Regions from separate parts of the Zea mays genome. Here region 2 is linked to region 1. A link is a contact called in public Hi-C data. All regions are on one chromosome and are shown on one strand. Each heading gives the region's core, a stretch centred on a gene start, on an enhancer-like site or on the middle of the called end of the contact. The rest is flanking DNA. Distances are from core to core; before and after follow the strand shown.

Evidence for each region. A called contact is a pair of places that touch in the nucleus more often than the background predicts.
Region 2: a Hi-C map of endosperm shows a contact between it and region 1, with 2.6 times the contacts expected there. The contact joins the promoter of LOC100279306 here to the promoter of LOC100384280 in region 1. A contact is called at or near these places in 3 of 25 Hi-C or Micro-C datasets (ear, endosperm and tassel).

Annotation. Positions count from the first base shown.
Region 1 is chr4:136,900,998-136,904,105 of Zm-B73-REFERENCE-NAM-5.0, forward strand. It overlaps LOC100384280 (Actin-related protein 3), which reads left to right and starts at 1,822. Exons shown (of 10, transcript NM_001176844.2): 1 at 1,822-2,135; 2 at 2,229-2,478; 3 at 2,580-2,804; 4 at 2,996-3,108. The coding sequence starts at 2,089.
Region 2 is chr4:137,183,682-137,187,028 of Zm-B73-REFERENCE-NAM-5.0, forward strand. LOC100279306 (putative regulator of chromosome condensation (RCC1) family protein) reads right to left here and starts at 1,721. Exons shown (of 5, transcript NM_001152327.1): 1 at 560-1,721; 2 at 136-473; 3 at 1-54. The coding sequence starts at 796.

The DNA of each region.
Region 1 (3,108 bases), core at 572-3,071:
ATATGTCCTCACTGTTGGGGGGCCTTCGTCTTTCGAAGGTACTAAAAAACACGACTAACATGCTTTCCAGTATAATATACTGTCAAAGAAAGCTTTGGCTTTGAGATGAAGGTGTACACGGCATGAAAGACGCGATCTAGAAGAAGGATGAACCAGTTCCGAAGCTGTGGATGAAAAAGCTTCGACTTAGCACAAGGACGGTGGTGGAGAACGAAACCGATCTAAAGGAGAAAAGACTGTTTAGTCCTCGACAGTTTACCTTTTAGCTAATAGTAAATGTCAGGGACATGAATGTAATTTTCCCCAGGTCCCGTCCTGTGTCTATAAATAGATGAATAGTAACACCATACTGTTCACGATGACTTGTAATCACTCGCACGTCACTCTTGGATTCTTACCTTCTGTCAAGCCAAATGTACAAATGTAATTTAATGTCATTAATGTTTGTTCATGTTCATATAATGAAAATATAGATAATCTGATGATTTTATATGATTATTCATGTTCTTTCTATGTTTCATATGTTCCTGCTTTTATTCTTACATATTGAGATGATGAAGGTATGTTATTCGTAACCTTCGTCTGAAAATCAATATATTTTAAGATAAATAATGCTTTGAAGGACGAATGTCTTTAACCATTAACATTTGTGTTGCCTTGCTCTTAACTAATTGAATTTGAGAGCAAGTGACCAAAATGTGAGCATCTTCTAAACATCTCTACGACTACGAGGATTCTAAGTGAGTTTGCCATAGCGTAAAACAAAATGTCACAAATAGGATTTTCGATAATCATGCGGCATAAATAGTCGTCCCTTCGTACTGTTATTTTTCATTCAGAGTTACTATATGAAGAGTTTGTTTGGATTAGAGAACTTCCATAGGAAATCCAAAAAACCTAATTTCTAAGAAACAACTGTCTTTCAATTTTAAGATACAGATGCTTACGTGCATAGAGTATATATGATTTTATTAAAAGATAAAGATTTGTGCCATTAAAATTAAAACCACATAATATGCATGTATTTGTGTAGGGTTGGACGAAATAATTGTGGCTGGTCTACTCGCTCGGCTTGTGATTATCTTGACTCGGCTTGTTTTATTTTTGTCGCGAGCTAAGCTAGTATCTTAGCTCGGTTTGTTAATGAGTTAGCTCGAGCCGAGTTTGAACCAGCTCGTTAGCTCGAATAAGCTAGCATTTGTCAGTAAACAAATGCTTCATTTGTGTTGGTTAAACTAATAAACGTTGAGTGTTGAATTGATGTGGTATGTGAAATTGTAAATATTTTTAATCTTTTTCTAGTATTAAATTAGTCTAGATTAATTAGAAATTAATTATATTATATATATATATATATATATATATATATATATATATATATATATATATATATATATATTGATTTTTATTGTAGCTTAGCTAAACGAATTCGTTCCAACTTGTAAGCCGAGTCGAGCTCACTCGTGAAATATTCACGTCATCATATCTTTTTGTCACACAAGATCTCTTGCCATCACAAAGATTTGGGCCCACCTTCCAACAGGCAGCGAAACGCCTGGAGAGCGGAGAAAAGCGGACGTGCACGCAGGCGTCGGTGGCGGTGTCGCTAACTCGCCATCATCCTGCACGCCACCAGCGTACCAACCCGAAGACGAACACGCGCACACGCCGCACTCGAACACACACTCGACGCAATGCAACGCAGCGCAGCGTTGTCACAATGTCACGCCAGGACAAATCCAGCGCTCCCTGAAGCAGAGAAAGACCGCGACCAAAAGCAAGTTCGATCTCCGCTCCTCCAGTCTCCACCGCCCGCCAACCCCGAGATATACCTCCCTTCCTCTCGAAGCTTCGTCTCCAGAGTCCAGACGACGTCGCCGGCTCTTCACTCGGCGCTGGTGCTGGTGGTTGCCAGTGGCGGTGGCTGGGTGGCCGGGTGGCGGTGTTGCTGGGATGCCCGCCGCGACGGCGACCGCCGCCCGCCTCCGACTGCCGCTGCCAAAAGCAGCCCACCGCTCGCCCTGCTCGAGCCGGCGCCTCTCCAATTGCCACCGCCACTGACGAGCGACCACACGCTTGGCGCCCGCCATGGACGCCTTGTCCCGCCCCGCTGTTGTCATCGACAACGGCACCGGGTACGACCTCCCTCCCTCTCCCTAGATCTGCGCGCGAAGGCGCGACGACGGTGAGTCACGCTGCTGATCTGCTCCTACTCTCGCTCGCGGCAGGTACACGAAGATGGGGTTCGCGGGGAACGTGGAGCCCTGCTTCATCACCCCCACTGTCGTCGCCGTCAACGATTCCTTTTCCGGTTCAGGCCAGCCGGCGGCGAGGGGCGCCCCTGCCAGGGGGAACTGGCTCGCTCAGCACAGTGCCGGCGTCATGGCTGACCTCGACTTCTACATCGGCCAGGAGGCGCTGGCCCGATCCCGCGCCAGCAGCTCGCACAGCTTGAGCTATCCCATCCGCAACGGCCAGGTGGGCGCTCCAGCTGTGTACTGCCGTGTGCCGTGTCCAGTTGCTGCTGTTTTTTCACGACCTTACTTACGATTGAATTAGGCTGAAATGAACTCTTTCAGGTGGAAAATTGGGATTCTATGGAGAGGTTTTGGCAACAGTGCATCTTCAATTACCTCCGGTGCGACCCAGAAGATCATTATTTTCTTCTAACTGAGAGCCCTCTGACTGCCCCTGAGATCCGGGAGTATACCGGGGAGATCATGTTCGAGACGTTCAATGTGCCCGGCCTCTATATTGCTGTCCAACCTGTCCTTGCTCTAGCTGCTGGGTACACTACAACCAAGGTTAGTCAGCATAGCTTAGCCTTGTTGTTTCTTTAGCATAGGCATGCCTTACGCTAAAATGAATGGCAATAGCATCGAGCAGGCCATGTTTTAGTGTACTTGAAAAATGCTTCATCGCTGTTTTTCTTTCTTCCCTGTTGAGCGATCATCACACTCTTACATTTATGAGAAACTTCATGCTTTGTTTTCAGTGTGAAATGACAGGTGTTGTAGTTGATGTGGGTGATGGGGCTACCCACATCGTTCCAGTTGCTGATGGTTATGTCATTGGGAGCAGTATCAGATCTATTCCAATTACAGGCAA
Region 2 (3,347 bases), core at 471-2,970, 280 kb after region 1:
ATTGTGCATCTCGAACCAACTGCAGCTTGTGTGATTCTGATGCCTTGTAGAGACCTAAAATGGAGGGTGACAGTTATGGCATTGGTAGATACTAAATAGCCCTATTTCAGAAGGAAAAAGAAACTAAAACATTACCTAATAACACATGGCTTGAACCGGTCTTCTGAATCCCCAAGGCCAAGCTGACCGGAGCAGTTTGCTCCAAACGAATATACATCTCCATTTGAGGTGATAATGATGCTATGGCCTGGCCCGGCAATCACCCGAGAACCATTCTTCTCCCTAACCAGAATGTACCCAAGAACATGCTTCCAAGAGCCTCCACACCGTTGTTTCAGACACTCCTGATCTTCTTGCTTCATCTGCTTAAACATGGTCCTTTTCTGGCACATATCAAATGCCGCAAGCTCCGGAAGTGACAATGCAAAGTCTGGTGCAAAACTTGCAGGTTTGCCGAAAAATACGCATGTAGCCTGAGGACAGAGAGGCTTAATTCATCAGTAGCAGCGTCAGTTACTAAAACATAAAAGCGCTGAGTGAGTGTGGTTGTATGACTTGCCTCCAGATTGGCGAGATCTTTCGGACCTAGATCACAAGATGAGAGCACATGGAGAACAATGGAGGGGCTCACAGCAAGGGGAAATTCGCCTGGGGATCCATCCCCATAGCAATGGCGCTGTGAACGTTGTATTAATGTTGCCAATGGAGATGAATGGGCGATAGACTCATCAGCATTGCTATGGAATTGCATCACTGGCGAGGTTCCACTAGCAGCAGTGTCCATGGGGCACTGCATGTTGCACTCTACAGATGGATGAGAGCAGAAGCAGAGGACTCGGTCTGATAAGAGAAACAAATGACAGTCCGTCACACTTTCGACAAATAGATTGTGCAGCAAGTGCAGGTTTTACACAAACTGGAAGGAGAACAGCAGCAGCAACAAAGAGTTAGATGATCACATTCATAGCTGCGTTTCATCTAAGTTGCTGTCTGCAGAAGACAGACTGATCATATAGTCTCCCTAACAAATTAGCATCAGAATAAACTACGGCTTAGCAACACAAAGGATGGCAGGAAAATGCATCCGTCATTTAACAATAGATCGCATCCTGAAATCAAGATCGACGCAGATCAGACCTTAACGGAGCGTTTAGCACTCGATCATCCCATACCTCTGAGGAAAAAAAAAGATTTTAAAACATGATGATCCGTGGTCAATAGCGGTATATCGCAACAAAAGCTATGGTTCCACCGAAAAATTCCTACAGTATCACAAAATCCCGTTTTAAAGACATCCAACAGACCGATTCCCCACTCGATCACCAAAAATCCCCATATCCGCTCACCAGTCACCACCATGGCCGCTCCAAACCTTCGAAATCCAGCCAAATCCCCCACAAACCATGAACAAATCTTACCTTCCCCGACAGATCGACCAAGAACGGCGAGAAAATCGATCGGATTCCATCAGATTCCCCCCAAAAGCTCTTATCCCCTCTAAATTCGCACATCAACAGGAAGAAAAAAAAGAGAAGCCGCCCACAAAATCGAAGAAGGGGGAGGGCCGGAACAATCCAGATATAGATATAGGCCCGATCGAGGCATCGTACTAGGATTTATAGGAGGGGTTGGTGGTTCATCCGATCCTCGCCGGCTGCAGCGTTGCAACCTCAGCAACTGGGTGCGCACGGAGCGGCGGCCAAGGTGTCGGGGCTGGGAAGTTAGCTAAGGAAGTAGAAAAGGCACAAGGATGCGTCACTCCCATATTTATAGATGCGTTTGTAGGTGCCACGTCAGCATCCTGCTGCGCCTTCAGAGAATGGAGGCGATGATCATCAGGTTCAGGCCGCATTCGGAGCCTCATCTTTCGTAACTGTTGACAACTGTTGAGGGTTGAGTTTATCTTGTGGTTCAACGCCAACGGCACGAATCTCGGCCATTTCCGCGTAAACGGTTACGATGGACAATCATCGTGATTACTAATAACCCCAACCCCATGCATAAAAAGAGAACTGCGATCAGTCACATTGGCTCAGATTAGTTGCCTGGACATGCGGACTCTCCCAACCAAGCCAAAAGCACATCCTCTAGTTGCATGCGCGGGTACCTAGGAGCGAGGCCACGCTAGTCCACCCAACCAATTAGATGGATTTTAAACCTTCCAAGCGATAGATGACGCAGCAAATATCACGCGTAAATCTACTAACTACCTTAACGAACTAACCGTAGTTCACTTGCATTGAGATTCAAATAAGACCTAGAGACCTAGACCACTTTTGATTTAGTTAAAAAAAACACCATAAAAGGATATGAATATAGTGCCACCTTGATTTTGAAATAAGATATGATCATCCCTAAATATGGAATACATTGTTGATTGAGACATCTTATCTAATAGACAAAAACCAATTCAATACTTTTTTTTACTTTTATGTTATTGTTTATCTCTTGATTCAATGAAGACATCCTAGGCTTCCTAGCTGATCTAGAGTAACTTGACGATGTCTTTGACTCTTTGTCCCGATAGGGTGTCTCTTACTCCTAAATGAGAGCTCTGATGGTTAATTTGCTAACTTATTCGAAAACTAGTCGTTCTTCATCAAGGAAATATGATGGCCATCTTTTGATTGTTTGCTTGTAAGCTTTGTCGCTCTTCGCCGTAAAAGTGTATTAGTTATCTGCCATGTTATTCAGTCTGTAGCGACCCATATGATAGATATTCTTGATAGTATGTGAAAATAATCTTTGAATTAACACAATTTTGGTGGCTGTACTAGGAACGATCGTTTCAGCTCTACTTTTACAGCAAAATTATCTTGCCCTAGCCATATTCTCAATTGATCTATGATCTTATGTTTTCCATCACTATTGCATCTAGTATAAAAGATCGATTGCATCTGGTTCTGACCCCTTTGTTATCTTGCTTGTTGTTTTGTAACTTGTTAGTGTTGCTATTATAAAAATCAGCAAGGTGATTGAATTATTAATTATGAAGTTCTAAGGTGTTGCATCACAATTATTAGTATCCAGAAAAGGCATGTTCCCGGATACTCAACACCGATGAAGGAAAACATCGACAAGCCTGGCTCGTACTCTCAGGGCCCAATGCTCGGGGACCTACTGAAAGGGAAATATATCTTTGGCCCATTTATAAAATATTTTGGTGGTTAAATACCCAACACGATTGATTAAGTTCTTATGTGCTAAATAAAGAGAGAAATACAAATTATATTACAAGGTATGTTTCTAGACTTAGTACATTGGTTTTGAATACTAATGTGTTTGTCTAAGTGCTAGACACAATGACAAAAGAAGGAGAAAAGAAATGGGAAACCAACTCCAGCTCG